Regions from separate parts of the Mus musculus genome. Here region 2 is linked to region 1. The links are chromatin contacts, called in public HiChIP or PLAC-seq maps. All regions are on one chromosome and are shown on one strand. Each heading gives the region's core, a stretch centred on a gene start, on an enhancer-like site or on the middle of the called end of the contact. The rest is flanking DNA. Distances are from core to core; before and after follow the strand shown.

Evidence for each region. HiChIP or PLAC-seq counts read pairs in DNA pulled down with a chosen protein or histone mark.
Region 2: a contact with region 1 is called in an HNF4G HiChIP or PLAC-seq map of pancreatic cancer cells. The contact joins two enhancer-like sites. A contact is called at or near these places in 1 of 115 datasets of contacts at active chromatin or transcription factors (pancreatic cancer cells) and 1 of 9 other capture datasets (pancreatic islet).

The regions. Positions count from the first base shown.
Region 1 is chr8:126,829,105-126,836,220 of GRCm38.p6, forward strand. The region is part of intron 4 of Gm31718 (a long non-coding RNA gene); the gene reads right to left. Among named protein-coding and RNA genes, the nearest start is that of A630001O12Rik, 16 kb to the right of the region's middle. Within about 2 kb of position 3,672, at least 233 of the 459 cell types and tissues checked have an H3K27ac peak or open chromatin away from gene starts, as enhancers often do. A contact at or near this core is called in pancreatic cancer cells, where this site is marked.
Region 2 is chr8:127,177,583-127,184,698 of GRCm38.p6, forward strand. The region is part of intron 2 of Pard3 (par-3 family cell polarity regulator); the gene reads left to right. Among named protein-coding and RNA genes, the nearest start is that of Pard3, 120 kb to the left of the region's middle. Within about 2 kb of position 4,654, at least 15 of the 459 cell types and tissues checked have an H3K27ac peak or open chromatin away from gene starts, as enhancers often do. A contact at or near this core is called in pancreatic cancer cells, where this site is marked.

The DNA.
Region 1 (7,116 bases), core at 2,422-4,921:
TACACACACACACACACACACACACTTCTTTGACTCTAGTCCTTGAAGGAGACTCTGGAGAAATTTCTGGAAAGAAAAGACAGAAGCTATATTTCAGCCACTTAAATGACATGTGACATTGATGTTGACAAACGCTACCCCACTGTTTATTGAACACCACCGTCCCCTCTCATCTGCTCCCTTATTGGCTCTCAAAGCAACCTAGGAGCTTGATTTATTTGATTCTTATCTTCTCTTATTTCACAGCCAAGGAAACTGAGGCCAAAGATGTCTGAAATCAGAACCCTTTGTCTTCCATCCCCCGCAGGGCTGTCCACTATGCCTGCCCCAGTCATGATGGCTTGCTTTCTGCTAAGGATGTCACCACACCTGGTTGACGGAGAATTGCCACCTGCTCCTGCACTGGGCAACCAGCCCTCCGGAAAGCAAGCTCGAGTCCAAACTCAGGGTTAATGATAAAGCTGAACAACGTAATGACTGGCCTTCCCTCTCCCTCTTTATCAACATGTGACTTAGGTTTGAGTGCCAAGCTAAACCTTTCAAGAGCCACATCCTCGGCGGTAACTTATTAAAGGGTAAATCAAAGTTTGCTGGAAGAGAAAAGCAAATACCCATACTCAGCATGCCAGGCTGGTCCCGAGCCCACTTCCTGGTTCCACTGTTGACTTGGGCTGCAATCCTAGATAAGTGTGAATACGTCCACCGCCCTGGGCCCAAAGGGCAAGCCTGGGAGAGAGCTCAGGACAGAGTCTGCCCCTGCCCCTTATGCACACACACACACACACACACACACACACACACACACACACACACGGAACCTGGCAAGATGTCAGCTCTCATGGTTTACCTCAGAGAGGAAAACCTCAGACAAAAGCAAGGCAGGTACAAAGTGCTACACAGCCTCTTGTCCTTGTGCCTGTGATTGTGAAGAAGTGGGTCACCCGAGTGTCACATCACCAATAGAACCCTACCATCCTTTGGCTCCGCTCACCCATAATTAGCGGAACTGAGGAGGAGAAGAGCTGCACTTTGGGCCTCAGATGGCGGGGTGGAGGAATCGGAGCAAAGTTGACAAGAGTCAACGGTAATCACATAGTGAGCATTTTCAAAGAAACAAATAAAAAATAGCCCAAAGTGGGTCAGCGCTTACTGTAAGGTCAGAGGCAGGAAACTGGGACAGACTTCGAGTCCTGGGAGGAGGGACATGAGTTGTGTTTTCTGAATACAGACTTGTGCTATCTTTGGGACTTCACCCCCTGCTGCTGCTTTCTCCTTCTGTCTCCTGAATACACAGGGCCTTAGTTCCAACACTCTCCATCACAAAACATCTTCCCTGAGGCAGAAGACAAAAGGCACCTAAAAAGACTTTAACAAGATCCAGGCATGGTAATGTACGCCTGTAACCCAGAGGCGGACGAGAGGGTCTTCCTCGGCTATATAGCACTTTTCAGGACAGCTTGGCTACATAAAATCTTGTCTCAACAAGAGAAAAAGAAATAAAGAAAGGAAGGACAAAGATAGGAATGGAGGAAGGAAGGAAGGAAGGAAGGAAGGAAAAAGAAAGATAAAGGAAACAGGTAACTCTTGGGAGAGGCTGGCAGGAAGAAACACAGCAAGAGGCTGCTTGTCTTTGCAGTCTCACAGTCACCCATCCTGAGATCCCAACAGGTTAAATTCAGATGCCTTCAGAGCACTTTTTGCACCAAGTACCATGAAGTACACGTATGTGTGCATGCACACACATTCAGGTTACCAGCAACTTCAGTCATTGTCCACAGATCATCTGTGGCATCCAGTGTGCTACACAACAGGGAGCATGCAAGAATGCACATGTGATGTGCAAATAGCACACACATGCACATAGCACATCTTTCTACATGTTCTGAATACATGCTCATCTGTGCACACAAGAGCACCCAATGGACACATACACTCACAGTGTTTAGAATAGTATCTGTTCACATACCTGTTAACTGCATCCACACAATGTAAACACATGAAACCCATGTACACATACCCAGTACAGCTGGAACTCTGTATCTATGAATTCTGCAGCCATGGCATCAACCAACTTCAAATGGAGGGAGATTTGCGTCTTTACTACAGGCTTTTTGCTGCCATCCCTGAACAATATGGTACAATATCCAGTGCTTAGCATTTAAAGTTAGGCACGATAACTTTGAAGGGACTGGTGTACAGATGGTGTATTGTCTATCCTATGCAAACATTGTATATTGGAGACAAGAATCTGCAGATTCTAGAACAAGTCTCCCGTGGGTCCCAGAAACCCCTGTGCTCCTGAGCGCATGCCCTGTACATCATGGACCTTGTGCACACACACAGTAGGCCTGCATCCCCCTTGCTCTCTCTGTAACCTTAAGACTTTGGCAGTTGTTATCTTTCATTCTTGGCAGGATTGCACTTCCTGGTGGCCTTGGAGACTTGTTTGGGTCAGATTTATCAGGCTTATTTGGGAGGGGCATATAATCATCCGAGCTCCGGGTTTCAGGTTCCAGGGACCTAGGACTGACAGAATGGCATGTTTTGGTGAGAGTTAACCGTGCTTATTAATTTTCTGGAGTCTTGAAATACACACTGTTTCCAAATGTTATCTTTTTTTTATTATATGTAAGTACACTGTAGCTGTCTTCAGACACTCCAGAAGAGGGAGTCAGATCTCGTTACGGATGGTTGTGAGCCACCATGTGGTTGCTGGGATTTGAACTCTGGACCTTCGGAAGAGCAGTCGGGTGCTCTTACCCACTGAGCCATCTCACCAGCCCCCCAAATGTTATCTTTAAAAGACATTCTGGAACTGTGCCCCGTGACATAAAGAACACACACGTGCATGAAAACAAGCATGTTTAACACGTGGAGCCAAACACGTCAGAACCACGAATGCAGACGATTTGGGTGAATGTGAGGTGCACTCTGTCCTTACCCTGCCGTCTCTCCTACACACAGAAAATAAGAGTGGCCTCAGGCAAGTTCAGGAGCTGTCTTGGGTCAGAGGTCTCTCCAGTTCACTTCAGAAGCAGCATCTCTCTGGGGTTTAACTGGACTGCAAAATGTTTGGGGTGCTCAACCAACACCGCACCTCTACACAGCAGAGCCTTCCACTCCGTGGTGAGCGAGTTACGTCACACAAGAGTAGGTCTGCTTCCACTTATCCCAGAACTTACGGAGAGGTCCTAGAGCATTTGCCCAAGGAACATCCCATAGGCTGGGAGAAGGAGAAGATTCCAGAAACACACGAGGCACCTTGCCTGTTCTCTCCACCCATGCCCCCAAAGATGATTGGGTGGAGGTGTTGCAATGTGTGTTAAAAAGAGTTGCTTATTTAAATGTCTGGCCTGAAGAGCAGATTAACCAGGCACAGTCCCATGGGGTGAGGGGGTGGGGAGGTTGAGGCGAGGAAGGGTCTATAAGAATTTATGTTTTTGTCTTTAAGTTTGGGTTTTTGGAGTGTGGGGTTTGGGGGGAGTATAAAGGAAGCCACCCTGGCCAGATAAACTTAAAACTGTAAGCAAAATTCCCTTTTAGCTTTTCAAAAAATGACAAAGTCACACCAGAGAGGAAATGAAAAGGGAAATTTTTAGACTTCTCATCTGTCCAGAAAGCCCCGGCTGTGTTTCAGAACCCAGTAGGGTAACTGTCGGTCCTGCGGTCACACGGCAATCCCAGGAGGCCTTGCGTCAGCAGCCATTATATCAATAAGGAAATACAATCACCAAACCACAGGCCTGCTTTTTTTTTCTTCCTTTTTTTCTTCCCTAAGCCCACAGCCTAAAGCCTGTTGCTTTAGGAGGGTTTTAAAACAAGAGACTTTCCTGTTGTTGAAACCTGTAAACCCACAGCTCTTCCAGGTTACTTAAATTATCCTACCTCTTACAGCCACCACAGACATGGATTTCAAAACTTTCTCCTCCTCCTCTCCCTCCTCCTCCCCTTCCTCCTCTCTCTCCTCCCCCTTCTCCTTCTCCTCCTCCCCTGGCTGACAGATGCATTTGACTCCCTGGAACCCTTATTTTCCAAATTGTATGGCTAACTGCTGACACAGGAGGAAAGCCACGAGTTGCACATTAAGCTCTGCAGCGAAGTGCCCTTGCCAGTCATGATGAGTTTATTCACTGACCTGAAGGGGGAACGGCCACACAAAAGAGAATTCTGCAGAAATGGCCCTGTGGTCAAAGCAATGTTGCTCAGCACAACCAGCCCGTTTTCCATGCACACACACACACACACACACACACACCGGCTTGCAAATGTAAGATATCACAGCTCACAGGAGGAGGTTGCCCTGTTTATCATAGCATGTGAAATCGAGCTGCTGGAATATGTTTTAACTACAACCAAAAGGCAGCTTCAACCACTTCATGAGGTCGCTTGTCTGAGTTGCTGGAAAAGCAGCGTAATAGGAAATCGTAGGTGGAGGGCCCAGCGGGGGCCATGGGTGACCGATGTCAACTCTCAGGGACAACTCCTCTGTGCACGCAAGATTTGTTTTTCCCTTGAGCCAATAGGAAGATGCAGATGAAAGACCGCATTGTGGGACCATGAGCCAAATCCACAGAGAAATATCTCTCTTTTCTGCTCAGCTCAGCAAAGAGCGATTGTGCCAGACCCAACAACTGCATTTGATAGCCATCTTCCGGTTTAACTTCTAGCCTGGACTGGGGCCACTTGACATTGTTAAAACAACGCCTGTAGACTTCATCTGTGATCCCTCGCCTGGCCTGAAGCATCCGCCCCTGTGAGTTGAGCCTAAAGTTAACAGAGGGTTTCTGGACAGTAACTCTTTCACTTCAGTAACCAATTACCGTGAGGATAAGCGAGGGTGAACTTTATTCTGCGGCTACAGCCGGTGATCTTAACGCCCACTTCACAGCCTCCACGCTGCAGTCCTGAATCCAGCAGACACTTATCTAAGCTCACACTTTCCAGCCTTTTTGGGTTAGAATCAACACTTACCTCATCAGAAAAACACACACACTGTCCAAAAGAGAATCTGCTCTCAGTTTGAGCACATGGGTGTTTTGTTTATTTTCTTTGATTTTTTTTCTACATTCCAATAAATCTGCCAGTACTGAAATGCTGAGATAGATACTCTGAAACCGTTGTGTGTGTGTGTGTGTGTGTGTGTGTGTGAGAGAGAGAGAGAGATAGAGAGAGAGAGAGAGAGAGAGAGAGACTGTGTGTATGTTTCATGTTTGAGGGGAGGCTCTTTCAAAACAACTCTGCCCTCTTTATTCAGAAATATGAGATATGATTGGGGCTACAATAAAAAAATAAAATAAAATAAAGGCCAGAAGTAAATCAATCCTAGTTATAATCACCTTATTGTGTCATAGTGTAATGGGGTATTTTTTTCTACTAATAATTCCAGAGAATTCCAGACTTCTCACACAGGCACAGTAGACATTTTTAATCTCAACAATACTCCATGACAAACTGATCTACTTTCTCGTATGGAAAGTGTCCTGTTCTACCACCGTGTTTTTGGATTAATAATGTTGGGAGAGCCAGCCCATCAATATGAGTATGAAGTAAAAGCGGAATTGCTTTTTGGCTCTTTCAACGTGGTCATCGGGGCTGCTAGGCCCAAGTTATCCTGCCTGACTGCAACAGATTTGCTGGACAGTTTGCTGGACAGATGCTCACATCCCCTCTTGCTTGGGCTGTGTAGACCACAGCTGCCACACTAGAGGGACATTACCGATTCTTTTCTTTAATGCCACCAACAAGACCATGTACCCACCAGGCCTGCCTCTAGGACTGTGTAGCAACAGGCCCTCCTCTGCCCTCCTAGGCTGAGCATCTGCATACCAATTAGGATACTAAGAAATGGGTGCTTCTGTTGAGGAATAGTGCGTGAAGTGGATCTCCCCGTCACTTCTGGGGGACTCCTGAGGTTTGTTACCAGCCCTGTTGACTAAAAATGTCTGAAGATATTCTTAAAGGCATGGCCTCTGGTTCTTTGCAAATTAATTTTAAGTTCTCATTGTGGAAAATTTCAAGTATGTCAGAAGAAAGAAACCCAGCACCTCTAAGTTCTCTCCGTGGCTCACAAGGAAAGGACCAGAGCATCTCCAAACTTGCTTTCTGTTTTGCTTCTCACATGTTCCCACAGTTTTGAAATTGCTTTTAAGAAAACCTCACATGGAAAAAGAAAAATTTCAGGAGACAACAAGGTAACTTAAGTGGGTGAAGGCGCTTGCCACCAGAGCCAGGGGCTCGGATTTGATCTGCCATCACCACGCCACGAAAGGGTTACACTGACTCCCCCAAGTTGTTCTCTGACCTCCACACATTTGCTGAGACACATATAACTGTGTGTGAGGTATATGTGTCTCAGCAAATTTATTTATTTTTTTATGTGTGTAGGTGTTTCATCTGTCTGTCTGTCTGTCTGTCTGTCTGTGTACCATGTCCATGCCTAGTGCCTGGGGAAGCCAGAAAGGGGCACTAGATCTCGTAGCACTGGAGTTACAGGCAGTTGTGAGCCACCATGAGGGTGCTGAGAACTGAACCTGGGGGAGGAGGGGTCTGAAAAATATCAATGTGTATTCTCAGCTGCTTAGCCATTTCTCCGTACTCAACAGAAAAAGAATTTTTTGAAAGAAACTCAGATGTGACGGTTGATTTTTTTCATTGTCATCTTGGCTGGGCTTGGAGTCCTCTAGAAGACACTCCCCTTCCTATATCTATGAGATGTTTTCAGAGATGTTCGACTGAAAGGGAACCCACCCTGCATATGGCCGAGAGGCACCACCCCTTGGGTAGGAGTCCTCAGAATAAATAAAAAGAAAAAAATCAGCTCAGCCCATCGTTCGTCTAAGAATGCTTCCTGGCTACAGTCTCATTGTGAGCACCCACCTCCTGCTTCTGCTGCAGAAGCTACAGCCACCCTCATCACCCCACCTTCCCCCTCTTGATGGTCTGTGCCCCTCACACCGTGAACCAAAACAAATCCTACTTTCTTTAAGTTTCATTTACCAGCAGCTGCTTTTGCAACAACAAGAAATAGAACACTCCAAGCCCTGTGCCATTTCAGTCCTTTGCAAGTATACTTCTATAGCCTTAACACAACTGAGCATCTCCTGGTGCAGCCACACC
Region 2 (7,116 bases), core at 3,404-5,903, 350 kb after region 1:
CAAGGTTCCTGTCCTGTGGCCCTGACTTGATTATAACCGAGTCCTCTTAGCTCACAGCATGCACATAATTAATGAAAAGGACAGCGAGTTCTGCAGGCACATGTAGGTCCCTATTACCAGATGTTTAATTATTGTTGTCAGGGAGTATTTGAAGTACCTGGCTAGCTCTGGAAGCAGAGCTAGAAGAGAAAGCCAACCCTGTTGGGTCTTGACAGATTGGTCCTTTTGTATGCAAGGATTTAAGAGTCAGTGGACAGAGCTAGAGTCTTCCTTGCACCAAATTTGTGGAAAGAGAAGATATAACACTTCAACCGCCACCCTTTGAAGCCCATGGTTGCTTCCATTACATTTGTCCTGTGTCATTGAGCCACCATTTAATTAGTATGAAACCTTGAACATTGATAATTAGATCTTCAGTAACAACATTTACATTCTCTGCAGACAGTGTATCTATCATGTATTATCATGTGATACTTCCTGGAATTTAGGCTAGTCATCTCAAGAAAATACTGAATGGATTGTGTTGCAGATGGAGGTATACTTTACCATAAAGGTATAAATTAGATATTAAGTAGGAAAGCATCCAAGAGCCCCATATAGAGAGCAGGAAATGTGTTTTATATTCAGTCTGTTAACATTGGGTTTCTTTATGACTCATTAGAAGTCTAAAATTATCCTTGGCTACATATCAACTGCAAGGCTAGCCTGGGTTACATGGGGACAGAGGACTTTGTTATGATCAACTCAGGGCCACTGGAGGGGTCCTCACAGCTATCTGTCAATACCTTGTTAGCAAGCTCAGACCAGGAACAGATATGCATCAAACATACAAAAACCAAACACAATGTTTTGTAACATACAAATTAGAGACTGAAAAAAAATTACATTTTGCCTGCATGAGAGGTCTGTTTCTAGGCTGTCCCTCTCAAATATTTGATTGATTTACCATCAGAGATTATAAATAGGGAACCCATGTATAATGAGCACAGGGCATCTCTCTGGTTGTAAAGCCACACCTCTCCTGGACCTTAATTTTCTTCGTCTTGGTCGTTTTCGCTTTGTTTTAAAAACAGGATTGCACTATGAAGCTTAGACTGTCTCGGTACAGGTGGCAGTCCTCCTGCTTCACGGTCCCAGGGCTGCAATTAGAGGTGTGGGCCATGATGCCTGCCTGGTTCACCCTGTCTGAGGCTTGTGGTTGCTTCAGTTCTTAGAAACCAAACTTCTTCTTAGATTATAGATGGCCATACTGCCCCCTAGTGTTTTCTCTGTGCCCTACTCATAAGGATTTGGATTACAGAGCACATATATCTACTGAGATTTTGTTCCTGCCCTTGCATGAAAATGCAGCATCCTTAGAGCACAGTGCAGACAGGGAGAGTGTCTTTGTTTCTAGGGCTGCCGTTCCCTATGCACCCTCAAAATGGGTTCTGATTTTTTTTTTTTTTTTTTTTAGACCAGCACTCCTGTTCTGTCCATATTCCACTTTCTCTGTTTCTGTCCCATGTCAGGTCCCACGTTCTGTTTGCCTGGGAGAAACACAAGCTAGGATACTACCAGTTTGCATTTTATAAATAAAACATACAAAGAGATCAATGGGAACTTAAAAGATACAAAGATACATAAAAACATATACTTTGAAAGAGCCAGGCAGGCAGCCCTAAAAGATACATTGTAATACTGTATTTATGTTAAGACTCCATTTTTTTTAAAAAATAAGAATGGTGGTTGTATACATGGAGCTAAGTTATTTTTCCTCTGAATGGACCCATTTTTAAATTGTCGCCATAAAATGGTTAAGGTTGAATGAATATTTTAAAGCACATGAAACCTGGTCATAAGGGAAGTGAGTTTTTTTTTTTATTAAAAGTGTTTTTTAAAAAAATATATAACATGCTTGAGTAGTCAATACAGCCAACCCTGTAATGTATAAATTTTGCATCTGTGAATTCAACCCCAAGTCAGAAATATTCTGGAAAAGTAAATAAAAAAATGAAAACAAACCCTAAAAATTGCATTTTTAAAAAGTATACAGACCTTTCTGTCTCTTTGTTCTTACTTAAACAATGTAACATGGCAGCTGTACCCATCACATTTTAATGGTTCTGTTAGGTATTATGTAATGTAGACCGGATATAATGGGTGCAGGAGGAGTCAATGCTTGCCTGGCATGACTCCCAGCACCACCAATACAGTGCATGGCAGAGTTTGTGTGGATAAATTCTGTGAAAAGTTTGCACCATCTTGACACCAGCAATTTGAGCAGCTACCTAGGTGGTGGTACCTGTGGGATCCTGGGATCAGTCCCCCATAGATCCTGAAGACTGACTGCATTGATAAAGTTTTTACTGAGCTCAACAGAGGGTCAGTGGAGTTTTGGGTTCAGAAGAAGTGTTTGTCACGTAACAGGAAAGAAGCAAAGGCATTAAATGCTTAATTCACTTTTTTTTTTTTCCAGCAGGGGTACATAGGGGAAACTGTAAGCAGATGTGAATAGTCAGGGTCAGATTATAATTTTGGAAGGAAAAGCTAAGGGTCAGAATGTTCTGAGGATCTGACCTGGGGCTGTCTCTATCCCTAAGGGGATTGTATGGCCATCTCAGACCTGAGGGGAAATTTGGTTTCTAAGTAGGCAGGGTGTGGAAATGTGTGCTGTGTGCCTGTGTGGCAGATCAGTGCCCTCATGTTAACTAGCAGCTTGGGAAGAGCTTATGGTGGTCGAGCCCAAAGTTTTGAGTCTGATAAGTGAATAGATTCAGCGGCATCAAGGAAGTAGTCTAATAGGAAGTAGACAGATGTGATTGGGTCTGGCCTGAACTTCACTAATATTAGCACCATAGGCATTCTGCTGACCCGTGAAGCTATCTTGTCAATCATTTAAACAGCTATGCGTTGCTGTAGATTCATGGGTGCTTTCCCATGGAAAGGTAGGGGGCTTCTTGCATCCTGAATGGCAAAGTTTGGGTCATTTAGCTTAGCTCTGTGTCCACCTCTCAGGTCACATGTGAACGCCAATCATTCCTATCACTCCGTGTTGCTTCGAGGGGAGACTGTTACTTTACTTATATTAGTTGTCTTTAATTCTCACTTTCTTTTCTTTGAAGATCCTTTTCAGGAAGTGAACAGTAGGGTTCTCTGATAGTTCTTTGAACTGTTTTTTTTTTTTTTAATTTCCTTCACAATTTTACCGGCCCCAGGTGTGTTTTCCTTCACCTCATCTCATTAGAACCATGCCATCATACCCGTATTTCCTATAAGGCTGTCAGTTTCACATTAAACCACTTAATAAAGACAAGATGCGGACTGTGAGGTGGAAACGTCTGGTTTCTTTGGAAAGTCAGTTATGCCAAATGATGTTTTGCTGGGGCACACAGGTGAAAGGATGTTTTGCTATAGCAGACATGTGAATGAAAGTGCGATGTTAGCTGGGTGTGGTGACGCACGCCTTTAATCCCAGCACTCAGGAGGCAGAGGCAGGTGGATTTCTGAGTTCGAGGCCAGCCTGGTCTACAAAGTGAGTTCCAGGACATCCAGGGCTAGTCAGAGAAACCCTGTCTCGAAAAACAAAACAAAACAAAACACAAAAAAAAGAATGTGCGATGTTTAGAAAGAATATAAATATGACCCCATAGTCAGTGAGAGCTCAAACATTGGTTTGCTTTGCTCTGTCTGTCTTACTAGCATTGCTGACATGCATGTATTGGTTTATCTCGCATTGCATTGCTGAGCTCTGCCTATGGTAACTTCACAGAGAGAAACACTCACCAAAGAACTTCTTGTGAGGTTCCTGTGGCTTCTTGATATTTCCGTGGACTTGGGCCAGTTGTCAAACCTTGTGGTTTCTTCTGGATTGAACTGCCCTTGCTGATTTGTGTGTGGTGTCTGCCAAGTAGACTGGTCTGCAGCTGCTGATTCATGCTTGGTGTTTGCTAGTGGACTGGGCTAAGAACAGCAAAGATTGAAATCTCCCCCAAAGAACTATTTCTAAACAGGTCTGCTTCCCCGTACCCTAATAACCTTTCTCTTCTACTGCCTCTGGTGGGTGGTGGGCTAGAGTGGAGGTTGAACCCTTATTAAAGTTGGTTGAGAAAAATATATGCCTACAGATTGTCTTGTGGGCTCATGTCTTGTGTTACTGGGGCTCAGCGTATGAGCATCCCCCCATGACTAGTGTTCATGTCTGCGCACCATGCACTGCACTGTCTCTTCCTGGAATCTTATTTTTGCCCTGAAGTTTCATCTGATAGTCATCAGGGTCAGAGGTGGCAAAATCTGCTTTTTGACCAAATGTTGTGGACACACTGTGGCTTTCTCAGGGTCCTGTGGGTCAGCCTAACCTCTGTGCATTTCCATAGCCCAATCTCAGTACCTTCCTCTTTCTTTAAAGAATGTCAGCTCTTGATCATGGCTAGGCCATTGATGCTATGCTGTTTCCAGAGTTCATTGTAGAAACTGCTAGTTCCTAAGGAGGGGTTTTGTCTAAACAAAGAAGGAGTTCAGTTCTTTCTGGTGATGATTACTAATCTCTGGGGAATTGAGGAAGTCATTATTGGGTATTGGGGTGGAAGCTACTGGGACTCATCTGTTGTTGGATCTTATGAAACACAGTCTTTCTTTTTCAGCAGGTCTGCCCCCACACTCGGAACATTTTTCCCTCATTATCCTCTCTCAGAACTCTGAGTTCTGCCACTCTGGCAAGTCTTTAGCCGTCACATCTGCACCCCACCAGCACCACTTTCTTTAGCTGACAACTTTTAAACAGTTTCCTGACAAGTCTGCTTGCGAATTTGTACAAGCTCCTCTGTTTGATTGAGGAGTTTGACTAATCACTGTACATGGCTGTACTTAGGCCTGGACTGACTGATTCCCTTTCCCCAGAATATGTCTGTTCATTTGATGCTGTTTGGGAGCCTGTGAGCACACACAGGTGCATCTTCTCCTTGCTCCATTTGAGTGAGGCCATCGCACAGCTTCTGTGAGCAGTGTGGGAAGTGTAGGTTATCGTGGGGGTGTCTGCTGGAAATTTCTCTGCCTTGGTTTTGCCTGTTCCTTCAAGGATACTGACCAGGCCTAAAAATCTGTTTCAATTGCACAACTGCACTGAGAAGTGGGAAACCGGCAAGGGAAGGTTGGGAAGAATATCAGGGATAATGGGTTTTCTGAGGAAAACCCGAGATGCCTGCATGAGGGAGGCGGCCAGTTAGTGGCTTTGCCCTGTGCTTCTCCATACAGAACGTGAAGGACCCAAGGAAATGAACATGGCACATCTTCACTAAAAGCTGGGCCTCACCTCAGTATGCACTGTTAGACCTATGTACAGCCAGCCTCAGGTGAGGCCCCCAGTACTTGCTCAGTGTGACTTAATGCTGAGATCCACTCTCCTGGGAATGGGGTGGCTCTGCACAGCACAGTGGTTGCTTCATGGTGTCTCAGGTCCTAGGTGAGAGCTTTGTGTTAGCCTTGGAACCGCACAGGTGTCCCAGTTCTACTTCAGGAGAACGAAACGGCACTTTGGTTTTGCAGAGCAGCTGTGTGCTGAGAAGGACTTGGGAGTCATCTGTGCTAGGGGGCTTTATTGGCATCTTGAAGACTGTTGTCACATTGGGTTGGCTGAGGAGAACTTCCAGGTCCCTTGAGGACTAGGCTGGTAGTCCCAGTGGTTACCGAGGATAGGGAGCATCACTGTGGTGGCTCTCCGGACATCTTCAGTTCCTGCTCTGTTTGTCTGTATTTATTTTGGGTAACGGTTGGACCTCCTGCCTCATTTTCCCAAGTGCTACGGTTATAACCTTATACCACCATGCCCAGATTCTCTTTCTGTCCTCCCTGTGTGTAGCCACTTTTGGCTCAGTAGGTAATGCCTTGGATGGCAGAGAAACAGCTGGCTTGATTCCCTCTTAGGAAGGAGACTCAAGGGACAATGGGTGCTCAGTATTAAGGGAAAGATGCTGGGAATAAGGTTCCTTCTTTCCTCAGACCAAAAGAAAGAATATGTGGGAAGTGTTACTGCATTAATTTTTGCCATTTGCCTAATTCTGTGGAAGGGAGATGAGCAGGTGTCTGTGCAGTCTCTGGATACCATGTTTCCCTGCACATGCGTGGACATAGAACTTTTCCCACACTCACTGGATGGTGATGGCAGCTGCTTAGCCACTCCAGTGCACCCACTGCCAAAGTGTGGTCAGGATATGCTTGGCTTTTGTCTGCTCCCTTTGTGTGTGTGTGTGTGTGTGTGTGTGTGTCCGTCTGTTTGTCTGTCTCTCTCTGTGTCCATCTGTCTGTCTACACACACACACACACACACACACACACACACACACACTCTTTTCCTCCTTCTGACCTAAGTGATGGTAGTGTACCGAGCTGGCTGGCAAGAGAGTTTCCAAAACTAAACTCTTAAGTCTCAGAGTTTGCTAGGCCCTCTCTCATCATCAAGACAAGTACAAAAACAGTGACCTTTCTGGTTCTCCCCCTGTGTGCTGTGGAGTGCTGTAGTGCCCTGTCCCGGACCTCTGGTGATAGATATGCTTGGGACTATTAGCTTTGTGGTTGAGTTGCAAATCTGGGTAAATATTTGTGCAAAGCCAAGCCTGCCCCTGGCTGCCTGCATAGCCGTCTGTTGGCAGCTGTAAGTCCTTTGAAGTCCTGAAATCTGCTGAACTTGGACCCTCCGTCTCAGCCTTTGTAGCTCTGTGGGCATATTTAAAGCTGATGATGTTGCTTTCCTGTTTGTGGAGGACTTGTCAGTGGCTGTAAGTTTACCCTGGCTGCTTTCCAAGGAGCGGCAGGAATTCTGACCTGGCCAGGAAGTATTAAATGATAGGCCATCTGAAACAGCTGGGTGTCTGTTAAAGTGTCACCTGGGGAGATACACTATTTCCATATTTTTGTATATTATTTGGATTGTGTAATGTCACAGGACTTTTATCAAAGACACCTAGCAGCATCCCCAACATGCACTATAGCTCTTGGCACTGGGAGTAACACGGATTACATCAATATTAAAAAATAAGCTATCAAACATTCATGAAGGTTGTTGGATTTTCTCTCAAGAATGTCTTTGAAGCTGACTTAAAATTGCCACATCTGTTACGATGACTGTGTATGTGTTTGAAG